2 separate regions of the Macaca mulatta genome follow, and region 1 is linked to region 2. A link is a contact called in public Hi-C data. All regions are on one chromosome and are shown on one strand. Each heading gives the region's core, a stretch centred on a gene start, on an enhancer-like site or on the middle of the called end of the contact. The rest is flanking DNA. Distances are from core to core; before and after follow the strand shown.

Region 1 (3,061 bases), core at 507-3,006, 76 kb before region 2:
CGTTTTAGTTTACTTTGGACATATACTATTTAAATCTGCTCTGTCATTGACATTTAAAAATCTGGTAAGTTAGGAAAATCATTTTAATTTCCATAGTACATGATGCTAAAATTAAAGACACTGAGTACTAAATGAATTTCATCCTAGTGAATAATTATGAACCAAATTATTCTATATAGTTTCGGCCTTAAGTATATAAAGAGCACAATATAACAAAATCCAGCTTCTCTGGGTCTTTTGTTTTCAATGTGTATTTTTCTAAATCTGAAAATTCCTATTAGGTAGCAAGTATAACAAAAGCAACGACACAAATTAAAACTATTGATTATTCTGTTTAAAGGCCAGGGTTTCTGAGTTTTAGTCTGATTTTTAAAAACCTCCGTCCGTCCTCCCTCCCTCCCTCCCTCCCACGGTAACAGCCGGAGAAGCAAGTATGGTAAGGTCGACCTTTAAACGTTTGCTGGATCAGCACTGGGTGGGGATAAGAAAAGATCAAGGGCAAACAGAAGATATTTGCGAAAGGGATCTATTTGCACACTGAAGTTGATTTAAAAGGACGTTTAAAAATCAAGTTGGTTTTAATTCGTCTGTTCTATTTTCCATATTCGTGGTAACAAAGGGAAAAAGAATCCCTGGCTGCCCCCAAACTAAAAACACTTTCCAAGTCAAAAGCCTGAGTGCCGGCAGAGGCAGCTGATTAAGCCCAATTGCTTGAAGGTGCAGCCAAGCAAAATTCAGGCTCGGTGGAAGGTAGTTACAAAGCAACGCCTTAAGACAGGCAGGAGTGTGAAGAATTACATAAACAGCCAGTTAGATCTCATTAGATTTCTGCTCACAGCCCTCGGAGCCCAAGCGCTACAGCAGCAGCAACAGCAAGAGGAGGTGGAGGTGGAGGAGGAAGAGAGTACGAGCCTCCTAGGAGGAGGAGGAGGAGGAGGAGGAAGGCCCGGGAAATGGAAGAGCAACCTCTCCCGGCTGGGCACCCAGCACCGAGCAGGTCGGGGCGCCGGGTCAGCCGCTCCCCTCCCCCGCCGTAACCCGACCCGCCGCTCCCCGCCCCCCGGCACCCGCCCCGGGCTCCTGGGACCCGGTCAGAGCCTGGGGGAGCACCGGTTCCCCGGCACCATTTTCAGCCTCGCGGCCACCGGCCCCTCGAACCCCAGCGTTCCACCGCGAGCTCGTCGCTCCCCTGGGCGCCCCAACCCCCCGATTCCCGTCAGCACGCCCCGGGCCGCCCGTCCCCGGTCAACTGCCCGAGCCGAGTCCGACGCGTCGGTGGCCCCTCGGAGCCGCTCCCCTCGGGTCCCGGCGCTGCCCCCTCGGCGCCCAGGGCCGCGACCCCGCCGTCCCCGAGCTCCCGAGGGCCCGGAGCTCGACGCCGCTGCAGCCCCTCCTCCGCCGCCTGGGCCCGGGGCTCCTGTCTCCTTGCCAACCCCGCCCGGCGCCCCGAGATACTTACGGGCTGCTTCGGGGCGGCTTGGACCACAGACCCGCGGCTGGGCGGGGAGCAGCGCGACAGGGCGGGGGCGCGGGAGGGTCGGGAGCGGCGAGCTCGCCGAGTGCAAGACGTCGCCGCTGCGGGGCTGAGGGCAGAGGACGGAGGCCTCGGGCGGGCCTTGGGAACTCGCCGATGGTGGCTCGGGGTGGCGGGCACGGGGGTCAGACGAGCGCGCTCACTTCTCCACACAGCCCGGTGCCCGGCCCAGCGTCCCCGTAGTGCGCCCGCTCCACGCCGGGCCAGAGCTTCGCTCCTTCTGCCGCGGCGCGCGCCCCGCCTCTCGTTTTATGGCCTCCTCCCCGCCCCCATCCCCCTCCGTCGAGGTGCGCGCGCCCGCCAAGCGTCACACAGCTCCCGCGGCGCAGCCATTCCCCGCGCTCCCCGCCCCGCACCCCGGTCCCCCGCCGGCCGGCTCCGCCCCTGCCCTGCCCCCCGACGCCATTGGCCAAGTCCCGCCTGCCCCTGTCCGGACGCGCGGTGGACGCAGGGGTGGGGAAGCCGCACCCTCCGGGCTCCAGGAGGGCCAATGAACCGACAATCGGAGCACTGGGGACGGAATGAAGAGAACGTTTGGAAAGGGACTGTGGGGGGAGACGTGCCAAAGAGAGAAAGGGGTGGGGTAGGGCGGCTGACGCCCGGTTTAGGCGGAGAGCGCCGGGCAGAGGGGGAGGAGGGCGAAGCCGGTGGCGAAGCGGCCAAGGAGAACCGGGGCTGGAGGAGCCCAGGACTCCGGGAGGGCGGCAAGGGTACCCAGAAAATGCCCTTTCCGCGTGGGGCTGCAGCCAAGGAGGATCCCGCTCGTGGAATAGCTACTAAATCAGCCTCCAGCCCACCCCAGGGCGGGGTAGAGAAAGGGCAAACTGTGACCGGGATTCGTGCACCCGATTAATTGAATATTAATCACCCTAAGGCCTAGGCCAACCGCCACCCAGACAGTGGCAGCTGCAGAACCCAAAGCCGTGGAGCCGGGCTGGGGGTGGGGAAGGGAGGCCGCCACAGCTCCCGCCCCGCCGGCAGTTTAACTGCTTCCGCAGCCTCAGGCCTCCCGGTGAGACCCTGGCTGCGACTCGGATCCGTTTATTCCAAATGTCCCAGCCCACGCCGTGCCCAGGGTGTGGCGACACGAGGCCAAATTGCGTATGTATCTGTGTCCATGTCTACACACACACGCATGTGTGCATTTCTAGGGCTTGCTGGAACGCAGGTGCACAGAATAAACGCGGTGCCTGCCTGTAGAGTGCGTTTAAAATCATTCTCTGCTGAAATATGTGCGGGTACCTAGGGAGTGGGGTAAGAGAGGGACTCGTGGCGGGGGGCGGGTAAGTGCCTTTTTCACAACCTGCCCCAGAGAAATACACGAAATTACATCGAGAGTGGAATCGAGCGTCCCTCTCAGCTAAAAATACTACTCACAGGTAGCAACGACGCCTGATTGGCCGCGCTGGTCCCTTCGCAACCAAGCGATTGGCTGCCTGGTATCCAGGAGACCGACGTCAAACTCCGACTGGGAAAAGGGGAAAGTTGGCGGGGAACGAAGGAGGGGATGGGGAGAAAGAAGCAATG
Region 2 (3,357 bases), core at 29-2,528:
TATTCACCCAACAGAAACGCATTCATATGTTCACAAAACACAGGAACTAGAATGTTCATAGTGGCACTATTCACCATAGCCAGGAACTGGAACCTCCCCAAATGTCCATCAGCAGTAACATGGGTGAATACATTTTAACAGAGTCACACAATGGCAAGCTACCAGCAATGGGGACGAACAGCCCTTGACTGCCTGTGAGAGTACGGACAAACCTCACAAACATAATACTGAACAAAAGAAACCAGACACAAAACGGCACCCACTGTATCCTCATACAGTTCACAGAGCACTACTGTGCTCCATCTACACACAGTTCAGAAGCAGGCCAGAGTGCCTGTGGGCTGAGTAAGGAGAGAGGCTGGACTCGGGGATAGTAGGCGGAAGGGGTCTTGGGTGCCGGTGAGGTGCTGTTTTTCAATTTGGGTGCTGGTTGTATGGGTATGCAAAGCATGTGCAAATTCTTTCAGTGGTACACTTTGATTTGTGCAATGTTCTGTGTGTGTGCTTAACTTCCATTTTAAAAAGTGTTTAAAATAAAAGTCATGTCTCTTGGAGCAGGTTAAATCCACCTCCCTTTTCTGTCCAAGGGCAGGTGGAGAGCAGGTGGCTGGCCTCCCTGGGGCACAACCACGTGTCCCCTCGTGGGTGCTACCAGAGTCCCTCCCCAGCTTGAGACTCCTGAAGCCCCAGACTCAGGGATTTTCTTTTCACTGAGCTCTGGTAAGTCCCACCATCACAGACCAGGCCTGTGTGGGCCCCAGAAGCAGGACCAGTGTTAGCTGCAGCCTGGCCCTCACTGGCTGAGTTACTCCGGGCCTCCCTTGCCATTGGCCACCACAGGCTTGGTGCGGAGGCGAGAGTGCAGGGGCGCAAGCCGCCTGGGTCCCCGGGTTGTGACCGTTGGCCTCCCTCCACCTTCTTGCCCCTGGTCGGGGGTGGCAGTGGGGCTGCCGGTGCTCCAGGGTCCCCAGCCTCTCCCCACCCTCCGCAGAGGGCAGGGAAGCCCTGGACCTAGTCTGACCTTGCGCGCCAGCCCCAGAGGTCGCCGCGCTCTGCTGTCGGGGTTCAGGTGCCCGCGGTCGGGCAGGGGAGGGCGGTAATTAAGCCGGCCCGGCGGCCGGCGAGGGGCGCGGGTCCAGCGCGCTGCCCTCCGCCGCCGCCCGGAGCGGTTATTTATAACCGCGGGTCGCGTTACCTCCTGACCTTAAGCTGGGGCCGGCGATCTGCAGCGATTAGCATCTATCTCCTCCCCGCCGCCCGCTGCGAACAAACACCCCTCTGTGCGCCCTCCCCGGCCCGCCCCGCGGGAGGCCCTGCAGGAAGCAGGATGTTGACCCGGAGCCTCCCTGCGCTCCTGCGGCGGCCCCGCCACGTGTGAGTGGCGGGCGGTGGAGTGCGGGTGGTGGGGAGAGGGGGAGCAGGAGCTTCCCGAGTGACCAATGTCCTGGTCTATTCTGAGTGACTCCCTTATTTACAATATAGGGCTCCCCAGCCCGGGTCTGCCCAAAGGGGTGCCGTCTCCTAAGCCAGTGGGGACCAGCCAACCCTGGTTGCGGCAGCACCTGCACAGGTGGTCCCAGAATCACAGGCTGCAGACGGCATCCTCCATCAGCCAGGCCGTCGTTGCTCGATGGTAGCTAAAGGCCAGCGGGAAAGGTGGCTGCATCGGGGTCCCACAGCCATCCACGGCGGACCCCGACTCCTGCCTGGTTTTCCCCGTTGGCTCCCAGAACTCCTGATTCTGGTCTGGAGAAGCCTCGTGAAAGGAGGCTGGGGTTGGAAGATTGGCCCATTCATTCAACACATTTTTATGATATGTATTTATTTTTGAGACAGGGTCTTGCTCTGTCAACCCAGGCTGGAGTGCAGTGGTGGGATCAAAGCTCACTGCAGCCTCAAACTCCCAGGCTCAAGTGAGCCTCTTGCCTCAGTCTCTGAGTAGCTGACTACAGGTATGCGCCACCATGCCCAGCTAATTGTAAAATTTTTTGTAGAGAAGGTTTTGCTATGTTCCCCAAGCTGGTCTCGAACTTCTGGCCTCAAGTGATCCTCCTGCTTTGGCCTCCCAAAATGTTGGGATTACAGGCATGAGCCACTGAGCGCCTGGACCATTCAAAACTTTTTTTTTTTTTTGAGTCGGAGTCTCACTCCGTCGCCCAGGCTGGAGTGCAGTCGTATGATCTCAGCTCACAGCAACCTCTACCTCCTGAGTTCAAGCAATTCCCCTGCCTCAGTCTCCTGAGTAGCTGGGACTACAGGTGCCTGCCACCACGCCTGGCTAATTTTTGTATTTTTAGTAGAGATGGGGTTTCACCATATTGGCCAGGCTGGTCTCGAACTCCTGACCTTGTGATCCGCCCGCCTTGGCCTCCCAAAGTGCTGGGATTACAGGCGTGAGCCACTGTGCCCAGCCTCAACACCTCTTTTTAAAGGTACCTGCTAGGTGCCAGGCACCTTGCCAGGCAAAAATCCTTATCCTGTGGAGTTGACAGTCCAAGAGAAAAAGTCCTTCCCTGGAGCCTGGGGCTCTGTGATGGAGGCAGTTGCTGAGGGCCTTGATGTGTGAGTCCTGGGGAGGGAGACTGAGGCAGGGAGTGGGAGGGCTGGGCTGATGATGCATTGTAGAACTGCAGCCTGCGCTGGGTATTTGCTGAGCAAGGCCAAGGCTATGTGAGACACTAACATCCTGGGCCTGTGAAGGCGTAGGCCCAACAGCGTGTGTACCCCCTGCCTAGCTTAAATGACCTTGCACCCAGGGCAGAGGGTGAAAATCTCACCCAGTCTTGGGAGTCATCCTGGAAGAACTCATGGAAGAGGACCCACTGAGTCAGGACATTTGAGGAGCACATTGAGGGCAGAGGGAGCCTGGGCTGCCCGCCTTTCTGCCATGCTCTCAGGCACTTGGGGGCACTTGGGAGGAGTTTGCCTGTGTGACGTGACCAGCCCTTGACCACTCCTTGCCCTCTCTGGGCCTCAGTTTCCACAAATGAGCAGTGAAGGGGTCAGCTGAGATGAGGCATTTCAACTCTGGTCGCCTGCGCTTCTGGTCTAGGGACATCCGCTAGGCCAGAGACTCTCCCACCGGAGCCTGGCTCAGGCCGGGTGCATCTGTCTGATGAAGCCCAAGAGGCTGGGCCGGGTGGACCAGGAGTAGCTGTGGCCGTGGGTAGCTGGTGGTGCCAGAGTGGCCGCCGCTTCCTGGCCATGGGATCTAAGACGAGTCCCAGAACCTCCTTCCTTGAACTTCAGCATATGAGGGAGTGGCACATGCACATACGTGTGGGAGTCTGGTGTGCTGGGTGTGCCTCAGTGGGTAGGTGGCTGCGCAGGGGCGTGTGTGCTTGGCGTGTGTTTATG

What was found. Hi-C and Micro-C count contacts between places; a contact is called where the count stands out from the background.
Region 1: a contact with region 2 is called in a Hi-C map of CD4 T cells, with 4 times the contacts expected there. The contact joins the promoter of TOB1 here to the enhancer-like site in region 2. A contact is called at or near these places in 7 of 14 Hi-C or Micro-C datasets (CD4 T cells, blood, cortical neurons and 4 more).

The regions. Positions count from the first base shown.
Region 1 is chr16:59,144,638-59,147,698 of T2T-MMU8v2.0, reverse strand. TOB1 (transducer of ERBB2, 1) reads right to left here and starts at 1,756. Exons shown (of 2, transcript XM_077971138.1): 1 at 1,460-1,756.
Region 2 is chr16:59,067,717-59,071,073 of T2T-MMU8v2.0, reverse strand. No RefSeq gene overlaps it. Among named protein-coding and RNA genes, the nearest start is that of TOB1, 77 kb to the left of the region's middle. Within about 2 kb of position 1,278, at least 12 of the 40 cell types and tissues checked have an H3K27ac peak or open chromatin away from gene starts, as enhancers often do. A contact at or near this core is called in CD4 T cells, where this site is marked.